Regions from separate parts of the Gasterosteus aculeatus genome. Here region 2 is linked to region 1. The links are chromatin contacts, called in public Hi-C maps. All regions are on one chromosome and are shown on one strand. The core of a region is the stretch at or near the end of the contact, and the rest is flanking DNA. Distances in the headings are between cores, read along the strand shown.

What was found. Hi-C and Micro-C count contacts between places; a contact is called where the count stands out from the background.
Region 2: a contact with region 1 is called in a Hi-C map of skeletal muscle, with 5 times the contacts expected there. The contact joins the promoter of gask1a here to the enhancer-like site in region 1. A contact is called at or near these places in 3 of 6 Hi-C or Micro-C datasets (skeletal muscle and tail fin).

The regions. Positions count from the first base shown.
Region 1 is chr20:18,234,789-18,241,452 of fGasAcu3.hap1.1, forward strand. All of the region lies in intron 13 of ano10a (anoctamin 10a), which reads left to right. Among protein-coding and RNA genes, the nearest start is that of ano10a, 11 kb to the left of the region's middle. Within about 2 kb of position 2,828, at least 1 of the 9 cell types and tissues checked has open chromatin away from gene starts, as enhancers often do.
Region 2 is chr20:18,331,924-18,338,612 of fGasAcu3.hap1.1, forward strand. gask1a (golgi associated kinase 1A) reads right to left here and starts at 1,643. Exons shown (of 6, transcript XM_040165998.2): 1 at 1,424-1,643. The coding sequence starts at 1,426.

The DNA of each region.
Region 1 (6,664 bases), core at 1,578-4,077:
CATAGCTACACACAGACATCGTTAACCAGGGGTTCTGCTCCTCGCGTAACTACACAACAACTTTCCCAAATAAATAGGGGAGGAGGAAAATGATTGTCTCGATATTGAAAGGCTCTGACCGTTTATTTTTATTTGATGCTTTTTTAATCCAATTGTTGAATGAATATCTATGCATATGTATATATATATATATATATATACTAGTTTGTAAATTACCCAGTTATTTTTTTTATTTTAATCTAACCATTTGGCAGTACCTCTGTGACCCACTAGATGGCGCTTTGATGCACACAAGTGAGAATAAATAACAAAAAAGGAAACCTTAAGACATAATTGTCTGTAACTTAAAATTGAATTTACATCATCATGTGAGTTAAGAAAGTGCCACAGTGATGTAGCTTCTGTTACACTCAACATGTAAACATCTCTTCTGTCCTGATAGAGTCATTATGACAATCTGTGTCAGTTATCTGTTTAAAAATGACATGAAGCAGTATGCAGTTATGTTGAGCAGGGAATGCAGCAACAACATGCATGCATGCATGTGTATGGTGACGCTTTTATCCACAGCGACCACAGTGATCTAGTCGAGTGTTTTTACCTTTGAGGGGCGTGAGGTCCTAAACGCATGTAACCACATGTGTGTGGAAGGGAAACAGGGAGGCGCAGCCGGGCTCTGTAGCCCGTAGATATCTTCATCAGGGTGGACTGCTCCTCACTAGATGGAGCCAAAGTCCACACTGGGTTCATAAAGATTGAGGGAGTGAGAGAGACATTGAGGGAGGGGGAGAGATGTCATATGCATTAAAAGTGTGCGTGTTGCTCTCATCAGCATTGTTTCCTTCCCCCTTTCACTGCTCTCTATTCAAACAGCACACACACACACACACTTTCTGACTCCGGAGTCATAGAGCGCTCCATGAAACTGGGTCACATCGATTGTCTGCACGTTGGATCTACTGTGCGGCCGACGATAAACAGACTTGTTATTGTTTTGGTGTTGGCGGCTGACAGGCCTGTGCCCCCCTGCAGGGTGTCTGAGGCCGGCTTCTGCCACCGTCAGCTAATGACCAAATTACAAATTCTGCTCAGAGACCCACAAAGCGAGACAACTCTGTGTTTAAAACACATGCATACAAAAGTTTTACTTTCTGTTTTACTGTCCTGTCTATGAACACATTTTGAGAAATGATGTTGATGTCTCGCTTTAGACCAGAAGTACTGCAGGGGGGTGACATTTTCGGTTGATAAGACAATTTTCCTTTTTTTCCTTTTTAAAATTTGGTTCACTCACAGCACCTTTAATGCAAACACGACAACACAGGCACCAGCCAGTCAGATCGCATTCATGCTCACGTCTCACGCCTATTCTGCCCCCGTAGAATAGGGGGTCCCTGCTCCGTCTCACCATCGGTTTGGAGGTCCTTGCCCTAAAAAACGTAGTCTAAAGTCCGCTTTAGACTAAATGCTAACGACTACCAGGCCTTTTGCTTTTGATAAATTGGCTCGTCCCTCCAACACTTCAGTGGACTGGCTGCTGGCATTAACAGAGGATGCATCCACTCGCACACCAGACAGGTGGTACATGTAAAAGGCTGGTTTGCCGAGTAATTTACCAAGCAATGTTTTTTATCATAACCTTTAATGTTTGCCTCAGGACCAACATAAAGGCTAACTTGGTTATTTTCAGCCTCTTCAACCCCCTTATGTTTCTGTGTCAAAGTGACTAAAGGGTGACATTTTTTGTAATTGGTTGGCTCTTGGAGGAGAACTGTGCAGACTGCAGCTGCTAAGCAGGCTGTAGTGTTGTCGCCCAGGGTAACGCTGAATGCACGTCCACTTCAACCAGTCCGTGTGTCATGTGCCCTGAAATGTCACGTCGTGTCAATGAAGACATTACAGATAACACTTATGTATTCCAACACATCCTCTCTCCATCTCTCACTCACCTTCACACCGATGTCTCTTGGCAAAAATGATTACTTACTCTTTTGGATTATTTCCATAAAGTTGTCAGACCATTATAGTGAGTTTGCGTCCATTTGAAGCTAAGTAGTTATTACATCACAGCTGCCATTCAGCGTCTTCCCTCATTACCGAACCAACTTCATGATGTTCCCATAAGCCACCTGGACCCCAAAAGCATGTGAGCATTGGTTTACGGGTGAAGTTGCCCTTCAACACTTGTAACGTTTGTAGTGCTGTAGGACCTGAGCAGAGGAGATTGTGTAGGCAGAAAGTGAGCCTTCCTGTGCTCCCATTCAACCCCCCCCACACCATCCACCGTACATGACTCTTGTATCAGTAGGTCTGCACGCCGACATCCCGGGCTTTGTTCCCCGTTTGACTGACGGGGAGGAGGCCAGGAAAGAAATGAGATATGAGGATCAGAGAGGCAGAAGGAACAGCAGCACATGTGTGATTCTGATGAACTCGACTCACAGACTCTTTGTGCATCCAAGCACGTCCCTTCCTGTCACCATCCAGCGCCTTTCCTAGAATAAAGCAAGCAGGCTATTAAAGAGATGGCACGACAAGAATAACGATAGCTAGGTTGCTGGGTGTGTGTGTGTGCGCTGTGAGTCTATGTTGTCCATCTAACGCCTTTCACTGGTCAGGTCGTTATCATCTTTGAACTTCGCTGTCTCTCTAAAGAAGGGTTCGAAATCAAATCAGCCAGCCCCTCTTATCTTGGTTTCAGGGTGGAGGGTGGAGGGGCGCCTCTTCGCTTTCCAGCAGCGGCGCCATGATACCTGAGTAATTACTATACGGGGCTTACACACATCAGCGAGCAGTCACCAGGCAACCGGCCAGCCGGCTACGGAAACAGACTTTCCCTCAGCGTCTCTGATCCGTCCGCTCACAAACAGGGACGGCTCTGAGGGGGCCGAGTGGGGGCCAGGGATCCACGAACATTGAGCCTCCCCCCCGCCGGATGGTGCTTCTCAACCTGCATTTATCTCTAGCGTTTGCATTTTGGGGAAAATCGATTGCATCAGAATATGCTGTTTACCCATTGCAGCCTAATAATGGCTGACTGGTTGTTACGGCCATTGTGTTGTTGTGTTTTTGGCCACCTGATGAATGCAGGTCTGTTATTAACTCTCCTTTTAGCTCTTTTTTGGTCTCTACCAACCCATGAGGACAATGCTGCTCCACTACCTCACTGTGCGTGTTAGCGGGAGGTTGGTGAGTGATACAAATGGTCTTTGCTGTAAATAATGACTGGCACTACTGACCATGAACTCGAAGAGGCTAAAACCCTGTAAGGACCGTGTTCCTTTCCAGTAGCTCCTCTGTAGGACTTTGTTGATTACAGGTTCAGCAGGTGGGTTGTACTCGCTTTAATAACAGTCAAGTCATAAGTCTGTTTAAGTCCAGACTGGTGTCCCACAGCTTCATTTCAACAGAAAGGAACATGTAGTGTTTGGCAGCTGGGCGCCGCTTCCATGTGGGTTTGTCTGTTTCTCCACGGTTGTTTTCGGCAGCCCACCAGACAGTAATCTGCTTAGTCTGTGTGTTTATAATCACATTGCAAAGGCATTAAAGCAGGACTCACCAACCCACCAGTGATCTGTCCTAGCACAGCATCCTACTGACAGTCAGCTTAATCCTCCAACCTGTCCCTATCTAATTGGATGCCCTTTATTTGTAGAAAAAACATGCATGTATGTGAAGGCTGGATTAACAATGTTATGAGATTGGCAGCACTCAGAGAAACCTTTTTTTAATAAAGTGGATAATTTCTTTTAAATGACATTTCACTTGCACTTTCAAACAATGATTCAAATAACTGCCATTTAAGCTGCACCACCAATGCTTTTGTGGTCAAATAGCTACAAAGGGGGTCCTCATAGTGAAGGAAGCTCTACACAGTTTGGGCTGGAGGTGTATGGAGTGTTTTAGCGCCTTTAGCGTTATTGCTTAGCTCTGTACATCTAATGCAGTCTCTAACCCTTTCACAGTAAAGTAATCATGGTGTAAGATGGTTCCTAAAACCCTCACGTTGTCTGAGATGTCTCATCAAAAGTTATAAACTACAATATAATACTACAGACTTTCCAGGGTAGAATTTGGTCTGCGGCTCAATAAACACCAGAAATGGCGAAGCGAAATAACAAATGGACAGATTGCGCACGTCACAACAGTTCAAGTCTTTTGGCCTGGATCTCCTCAACCACTTCGTTAAGATGAGAAGATTGATGGCATGAAGAACGGTTTCCTCCTGGATGACCTCTTCAAACACACGTAGCCATGTTTCAGTACTCTGATCTGTTCCATCAGCAGCGTTGTATCCAGGCAACCCAGTCGCTCGAATACATTTTGGCCTCGTAGACGTCTGGTGCGTTGAATGTCAACCTTTCTAAATCAAAAATATGGTTATCACCCTGCTGTCACACTTGTATAAATGGACAGTGCAACGTGGTCAACGTCGAACAGTACCAACGCAACTGGGGTACAAAATAATACCAACCGCCCTGAGCGGAGTTTCTCTCCTAACATTACGGATCAGGCGCAAAGTCAACGTTCTGTTTTGCATGAACCTCCCAGAACTCCATTCTAAACAGTAATTCACTCCAAATGAGTAGAAGCTGACTGGGTAGACACGATGCCCCATGCCCTCAAAGACACGCGTGCTCTGTGATGGTTAAAGACACAGATGATATAATGATATAACGAACACAAGTCCCCTGCTGGGGATTCGCACACGTCGGGGAGCTAGAGGGGGAAGAAGTATGTATAACAATGGAAGCCCCTCTCAATGGCATTTGAAGTTCTATTCTAGTTATTTCTTGAAAAGAACAGCATTTCAAAGGTCATGTCCTGCCCCGTCTGAGCCGGCGTCCTCTCGGTCTCAGCTTCACCTTGCGCTGCTGAATCACTCCGAAATGTAAATTAGCCTTGAATAGCTTTAGCAATCAAGTGAGAGCTGGCGTTTTTATTGTGCACTTTCAATCAATGTGACAAGTCAACCGGGTCGGGGGTTTCTTTCCCCCGTTCCGTTGTTAATTAGCGTAACTGCTGTGCTGACTGGAATGACCAAGTTCCAAGCTTTTTTTTTTTGCCAGAAATGGAGAAAAAAAGTCTACACAGCAAAAGGCTCATGACAGAACTTTACTCATTAAAAGCTCTTCGGGCAAACACATTTAGGTATCGTTGTTGTTTGACTAATTTTACGAAATATAATAATATATATAATATAATAATCGACCCCTGAGAGCCGTCATTGTACTGTTTCATCAAATTAAAAAGTCCACAATGAAACGTTTTCCAAAATGTAGGTCAACAACGTCGGTTAAAGCCCGCATGGGGGAGCATTGGAGAGTTGACGTACAGCACGTCTCCACCAGCTCATAACGTCTTCGTCTGGCCCACATCACTTAGTTTTACAAGCCAGGAACCCATTTCTGTGAAGCAGTCTGCCCCCCGCTGCTCTCCTGCAGCATGCACCATTACTGTGATGAGGAAAAGGCACTGAATCAAAGGAGCTGATGGCAGTCGACAGTCCTCCTGTGCGTGTTTGTGTGTGTGTGTGTGTGTGTGTGTGTGTGTGTGTGTGTGTGTGTGGGGCAGTTAAGAGCTGTTTGCTCAGCATTAATGGAAGTAAATGTGAACTGTCATAAGAAAACACACCACCTGCTGATTCAGGTGTGTGCAGGTCACCAGGTCACGGAGACGTGCTGAGGGAAGGACCTTCATCCTCTCACAATCTGCTCTCTGATCGCTCACATGAGCACATGGACCCTCGTATAGCACGTGTGCTTTACAAAGACTGTTGAAACACTCGCTTAGAGAAGAATATAAATTATGTTTTATTTAGATATTTTGGTTCAAAGAACCAATTTGTTGTTTGAATCAAATGCATTATTTTTTCAGGTGACTAATAGTCAAAGGTCAAGGTCACTGAGATCTGACCTGCATTCCATCGTCATGAATGTGATTTCCCATCAAATGACGTGAGGGAATTTCAACAAATACGTTAGTTGGAGATCAAGATTACGGCGTTTAACTCTACGGATGTAGACTGTTGGTAAAAGCTTGCTTCCCGCGCTCAGCGCCGCCCGGGGTGATTGTGATTGGTTCAAGGGAGCACAAATAAGCGCTTTGTACCCCTACCACACTGTAACCGGATGACGGGGGGGTCGGGTCAGCCCTTCATTTAATGCTGACGCAGCGTTGTCAAGTCTTCAAGGTGTAGCTGTGCGAGACGAAGGTCTCCGGCTTCACAAAATGTGTTTTGTGCCATAACACACTGACCTGTTCACACAAATGTCTACAGGGATAAAAGCGAGAGGTGCTGACATTTTGGACAGACAGCAATGTAAACTCTGACTTGAATGTGTGGCAGTTCTGGTTTTATTTTTCATAATTATTTCTAGGTTTATCTACTAGATATGAAGGGCACAGTGAACATTTCCAAGCTTCCCAAGTCCAGTCCAGTTCGGCAAGATAATCTACACGTGTCTCACTTGTCGATGTCCTGAATGCAAAATGTCTCCCAACCAATCAAGACGCACATTGGCATCAATGGCGACGCCCTCCTGCTCTGCTGCTTTCCTCTCCGATTATTTAACACAACATCCCATGAAAACGCAACCAACTTCTATCGATCTCTCTTTCAAAGTCTGCTCTCCTTTCTCCATTTAGTTTTCAAAGGATTCTA
Region 2 (6,689 bases), core at 393-2,892, 96 kb after region 1:
AACTTCGTGACAGGGTTTTGATAGTAACTATTATAGCACCAGAAGGTCTTCTCGAGTATTGCGCATGCTATTCACTAGTTAATTGTAATTGTGCTTTCGTTCAAATATCTGCTGCGAAAGAATACGTTACAGGGTACAAGTATTTTTTTCTCGTGGGAGGTCGAATTTTCCTCTCACTTCCAGTTATTACTTATTTGCATTGTTTGCCGACTGCCGTTATGAAGCCTAGAGTCGCCTCCTGAGCAACGAGTGAACAGAAGTTACTGTATGTGGAATGTGGCAGTGACCTGCCAAGCCCTGAATACTAAAGCATACTCTGACTTATGCTCTATTTGACTAAATGGAAAATCATTAAATAAATGAATATAAGGCTCTATTCAAAACGTTCAGTATTAAAAAGGGATAATACAGTGTATTTATTGAGGAAATAAATCAATAAATAAGGGAGAAGTTAAATTATTTTTTCATAGACTTCTATACAATCACAGGAGTCGCCCCCTGCTGGTCAGCGCTGATACTGTGCACTGTTTGGTTTAGAAACTGCAACTGTAACTCAGAAACATCCACATCTCTATAGAATGGGGAAAACCGTGAGGAGGAGGAAAAAGAAGAGGAGAAGACAAAAAGAAGTAGGGGAAGAATGGGCAGAGAGGTTTGCGCTGGCTTTCCGTGTGGTGGCAGTTCCAAGCAGAAGCCTGTCCGCTCTGCATATGGAACCAATTTGAAACGTGAGACAGACTTCTTTAGAGACGCCCGAGAGTCAAGAGATAGCAAAACGCTGTTTCCACTGGCCATCAATGCTTTTTTTTCAAGGTTACAGGGATTTATACTGTCACTTGTATATAATTTCATTGTATTAACCTTTTGTTTTCTTGTACAAAGCCAACGGGGGTGGGGGGATTATTCCTTGCAGTGGTCTATCTCTTGTTTCTTTTAAGATGACTTGAATCCATCTTGATTGAATGTGGGACTAAAACTTGAATCACTATTATTCTCTCAATGACTTAGTTTGTCCTTTATAGTGAAAATGGGACCATCTAAACATCTATAACAGTAATATACCACTTATTCATTCAGCGATACGTTTTCTTTCTGCATGAAAAGCACTTTTATTTCCACACTTGCACACATTTACATTTAAATTGTTGAGACTGTAACCTTTTTTTAAGAGTAATAATGGAATGATTTCATTTGGTGGTATGATCTCAAATGTAACAAGCTAAAGTGCACGGTGTCCCCCGTGCTGTGAAGACAATAAGACAGAGAGAAGACACAGCTGATTCACATATGGAATTATGAATTTCTTCAGGTGGGGGGGTCAGAACCGAACTCACGTCCACAGGTCGAGGACTTCTGCCTCCTCAGCAGTTCATCAGCTGAGAAAGACGGTTAACGAGTCAAAAAGAAAAAGCAAGAGTCTTACCATGGTTCATGTCCCCGGCAGAGCGCATTCCACTTTATCGCAGGGCCATTCCTTCGATAGAGGTCCGCGCGCACACACACACACGCGCACACACACACACACACACACACACACGCGCACACACAGGTTCTGGAGTCGTAGAGCGGGACCGCGGCCACGCAGTCGGACTACAGAATCGACCGAGGCGGTCGCGAGCCCAGCGCCCCCCGTCCCTCCCAGGGGGACGCGCGTGCCCCGCGCGAGCGTTTGAGAAAGCTGATTTCAAAGTAAAAGCCTCCTAAGTTTGCGGAGGAACACGATCGGCACGGCGAGATTTACAGACAAAATGTAGTAAAATAAACAACAGCATTTTGAATGTTTTCATGCCACCGGTGAAAGATTCAAATAGCCCAAAAATGCTTTTGACTTTATTGAATATTATTGAATCTTAACAGTGCATACATGCTTTGTTTTTATAGCATGCTTCATAAGAAAACGCCAAAGAGTAGATGGACGTCGTTTTATACCTACGAAATCTCTTGCACACTATACTGGTATCATACCGGTGTAGTGTGCAAGAGATTTTTTTGTTGATATTCTTGAATTTTGTGTCGTGGCCAATGTGCTGTACTGAGTTGTGTAGCTGGTCTAGGGCGCCCTCTTGTGTTCAACCTGACTGCCGTGTTATTGTCTTTCACAGGGTTCTTATCGTGAGCAGCAGACACGGTTGGCAGTGAGGTTTTGCAAAAAAAAGGAGTTACTTAACTCGTCCCAACGAGCAATTTATCCGATGAAAAAAGAGAAATAATTAAGAGTGGTTGTCAACATGTCTGGCTGCTGGGCCCACAATAACAAATAAAACAGTGGAATTCGTCGGTCCTGGGTACCTTCAGCTTTACACGTCTACACCAGGACACCTGATGGCCTGAGAACAATCGAGGGATCAGAGTTGTCCTGGACAGGAATCATGCAACACTTTATTTACATGGTACAAGTTGGGAGCTAATGTGAAACAGCACATGGAACATCTCTGAAAACAAAAATAAATAAAAAATGTAACATCGAATGATTTATTTAATTATTTTTTCAATGTTTTCTCTCATCCACCCACCCATACTGGACTGATTTATTATTATATTGTTATTATTACCTGATGACATCTTTCCGTTTTTTGTTCTGTCTTGCAATTCAAACCACGAGGATGTGTCGAAGAACAACTGCCTGCAGGTGGCAATGTTGGTACGTTTTTCAAATCAAAAGCATGAAATCTTAAAAGAAATGAAATGAACATTTTGATGTGTCAGATTGGCGGCTGTCTTTATGCGCCAAATAACAAGAGAGTTGTCAATTCCAAGCATTGCAAGTGTAAAGTATTAGGTAGTTAGACGTAAAATGTGTGTGTGTGTGTGTGTGTGTGTTTAAGTGATAGCACAAAGCTTGTCTTATAGCGCTCGTCTGTTCTCTGACCTTTCTGCCTGGCTGCCGCCGACTCACTCATTCCTTATGTTCAGGACTACTGTCCCACTGTACAATCAGCTGCTTCATCTGACTTTGCTGACCTCTGACCTCTCACCCTGACCCCCACAGCCAGCCGACCCCCGCGCCTCTCACGGTACGACATTTTAGCTGCAATAAAAGGTCCATTTGACAGGACTCGGGCAGTGCGTGAGGAAAAGATAAGCAATTCTCATTTTTGTGCAGCTGAAAGCAAGTTGAATTGAGTATTGAAGTGCGTGCACACACAGGACATGTGTGTGCCCACTTGTACTGCATCATTCCATTCTGTGAAGCTGCACCGCGGGATTCATGGAAGACAGAGGGACAATTTATCCCCGGAGCAGCAGATAGAGATAGATATTTCTGCTGGCACACAGTGCGAGCTTTGTTCCCTGGCAGCATTCCTGCTGCTTTACACTACTGTACATCATCAGCAGTTTGGTACCACAGCAGCAGACTACTGCATTACGACATGTACAAACTACATTTATTTAAAGTAGTCAGAGTAGATACGTCAGAGGGAACATCTACACTGTTTGAGTTTTGGTCTTTGAAAAATTGAAAACATTCGTTCTTCACTTAAGAAAAAATGCTGAACAACCGTCTAAGCCGGCGAGAGTTATTAATCAAAACCTTCTATACATGATATTCGTCATTGGCAGCGAGATAATTTACGCCTACGACAAAACTCTTTTTGTTTTCAATATATTGCTGTATTTTTGAAGCCATTAAAAAAACCTTTGGCCTGGATGTGGCTGCATATAAAACCCTTTTTATTTGCTGATCAGTGCTGTGTGAGAGATAACCGCTAACCTGCAGCAAACATATCCAACACTTCCTCGTCACCATGACCAGGTGATATAACCGCCGCGTTGGCTCATCCGTAGCTGGTCGGAGCCAGTCGCATTCGAATGTGCAGAAACACCCACCTTAAACCTTCAAGACGTGAGTCACAGTCTATTTAACAAAGGCATATTTGAACCATGATCAGATTCTTGTGGGAGGCGGGGAGGGAGGTAGATGATTTAATGCTCTGATAGGTCTGGGGGAAACCCCAGCCAAGACATTTACAACCGTGACAGTTTGTTCACACACTCGATTTCAACTGTCACCACAATCCTTCTCCAGATTGTTCTTATTGTTCTGCCATTTTTGTGTGCAAAACCTGACTAATGAGCTAATGGAATCCAGAGCACTGACGGATTAAACCACAAAAACGAATTGTTTGCACATTAAAAGGAACATATCATGATCGTCTGTCTGATACTCTCCAAGGTATTTTTCACAGAGGGTCCCTGGTGACCAAGAAGTGACTATCAACAGGCGCCAGTGATGCTCCTGTGGGACTGGATGTGTAGTTGGGCAAATGAGCGTTGAAACGGGCCGAAGGAAATACTTTTACAACAACGTATTACGTTTGCGTTTGAGCCGTGATTAAAGATATGTGTCCCGGATGGGAAGGAGCCTAACGAGAGTGCTAAACTACGCCTCTGGGCACAAGTGTAGATGCCTGTATGTCAGGGATGATGTCACCCAAAATACAGAGAACCAGAAGGATGAGGGTGGAGAATAGAAGCGAGGAGGACAGATGGAGAAAGAGAGAAATTCTTTATCATTGTAAATGTGGAATTAGTGAATCCCGGGTTGCGACTTAAGAGACATCGGTCCCGCCGTGAAGGCCCGTGACAAATGTTTGAAGAGCTTGCTGATTTACTCCCAATCCAACAACCCTACTGAGTCATAAAAGCATGAATATACTGCATGTCAGAGCATCACCGCTACAAATAAATAGTAAAACCCTGAGGAATCTGCTCCAGTGTGAGCAATGTCACACACCGCTGTAGTGTTCAGGGAACAGGATGAGCTGCCTGCGTGTGTTTGCGTGTTTTCAGTGATGTGGGGCACAGCGAGAGGGTTAGCAAAGGAATAATTCCAGCATTATAAGTGAATCCAGGAAAACGCGATGGGAATGAGTTGTTTTTAACAACAAGCAGATGCACTTGACTTGGTGATGGCCATGGTGGTTTTAAATCATGCTCAGTGTTTTATTCATTGATGGAAAACAGTATAAGGAGGATATCATTGGATAAATATCTGCCTTGAGCAGCACCAAGGTAAATCCCCCCTTGGAGTAAAGACCTGGTGGAGATGTTGGGTGATCAGGCTGCTGAAACGATGAGCCGATGAAGCTGATGAATCTGATACATACAAATATTTACCATTTATTCCAACAGTTTGAGTATATTAATGAATATATAGAAAAATATTCAAAATATGATATAACTATTATAAATATCCAATATAAATATCATATAATAAATATAATAGATTTAAGTATAAATATATCACAATATAATATATATTTAGATAAAATCTATTAGACAATGTTTTCATCCACATCCTGGTTGTGTGTCCTCATCCTGTGTCTGTCGCAGCTTTAACGCGGCGACGTGACGGAGTTATTGCTGCGGTCAACCAGCCCCCACTTACAAACAGTCCCTGCGCGTATACATGGCTCTCTGCATGCCAGCTGAGACATGCGGAGAGGACGTGCATATAGCATATATTTTGCGCAGATATCTTTAATTTACAAATATTACTGGGTATATTCCATGTTTCAAAAACACAAATAGACACATAGACTATTTGTAAAATGTATTTTTAATACTATCTTTTTTATTGGTGGCTCAGGGTGGGGCCACGGCCCTCTATGGACCATCCGCCACTGGAAAACCGAGATGGCCATTCAGCCGTCTGCACACATATCGCTCCGTCGCAAACATCAGGCTGTTGCTAAAAGCAGCTTAGCCTGACTTTAGAGGTCCTAACCGATGTTTAAGATTCCTGTGATCCGATCACCAAAGGCGGTTAGTCCAAGACCTTTGGGTTTTGTAATTACCTTTCAATTGCCCCTTTATTTCTCCTATCTGCCGACACTCCATTGTGTATTATCTAACGGAGCAGAAGTAACAGGAAAAATACTGTAAAATGTGAGGGAGGACCTACCACAGCGGAGCCCAGCGAGGGCTGTGGAACAACAATGATCTCAGTGTTGGTCTGGTCCAGGGTGGAGGCCTCAGTTGCTTTCTTGCAAACAGATGCTGCTGTGCACAGCAGGTTCATTTAAGGCTCCTCTCATTTTCATGTGGTAGTGGATGATAATGAAACGGGACCCTTTCTCATTCTTTCTCACCCTTTGTGTGTCTGTCGGTTCTTGTTGGTGCGATGTGAAGAGTAAAAGGCGTAGAAATCTGCAGCACGAATCTCCTCTGGCCTCTCTCATCCTCATTCCAGCGCTTTGGAATCCCTCCCTTGGCCCATGTGCGTCTTAAAAGATCATTAAAGCTGGACTCGCTTTCCCCACACAGATGTATTTTTCGTTGCCATAAGTTTTGAATTCTCTCTCTCTCTCTCTCTCTCTCTCTCTCTCTCTCTCTAGATATGTTTGTGAGCCCAGACGTTGGTCTGAGGGCCCAGATCGGTCGTCATGGGGACCAAAGTAACAGAAAGCGTAAACAGAGATGTGAGGCGGGAAATGACAGAGCGGCGGGTTAGAGGGGAAGAGAACAGAGGTTAAGGGGCAAGTGGAGAGGGAGTTTGACATGACGGTGCAGGAGTGAAGGGGCTCTGTGTGGATTAAATTCACGCCTGGTGGGCTTGACAAAGACATCATTAAAGATGGAGGCTTGGAAGAAAGAAGGACTGTATATACATTTTCTGCTCCACTGCACCAGCGCCTGAGGAATGTTTGATATACTGCGGTGCTTCGGTAGAATGGAAGAAGGGCAGG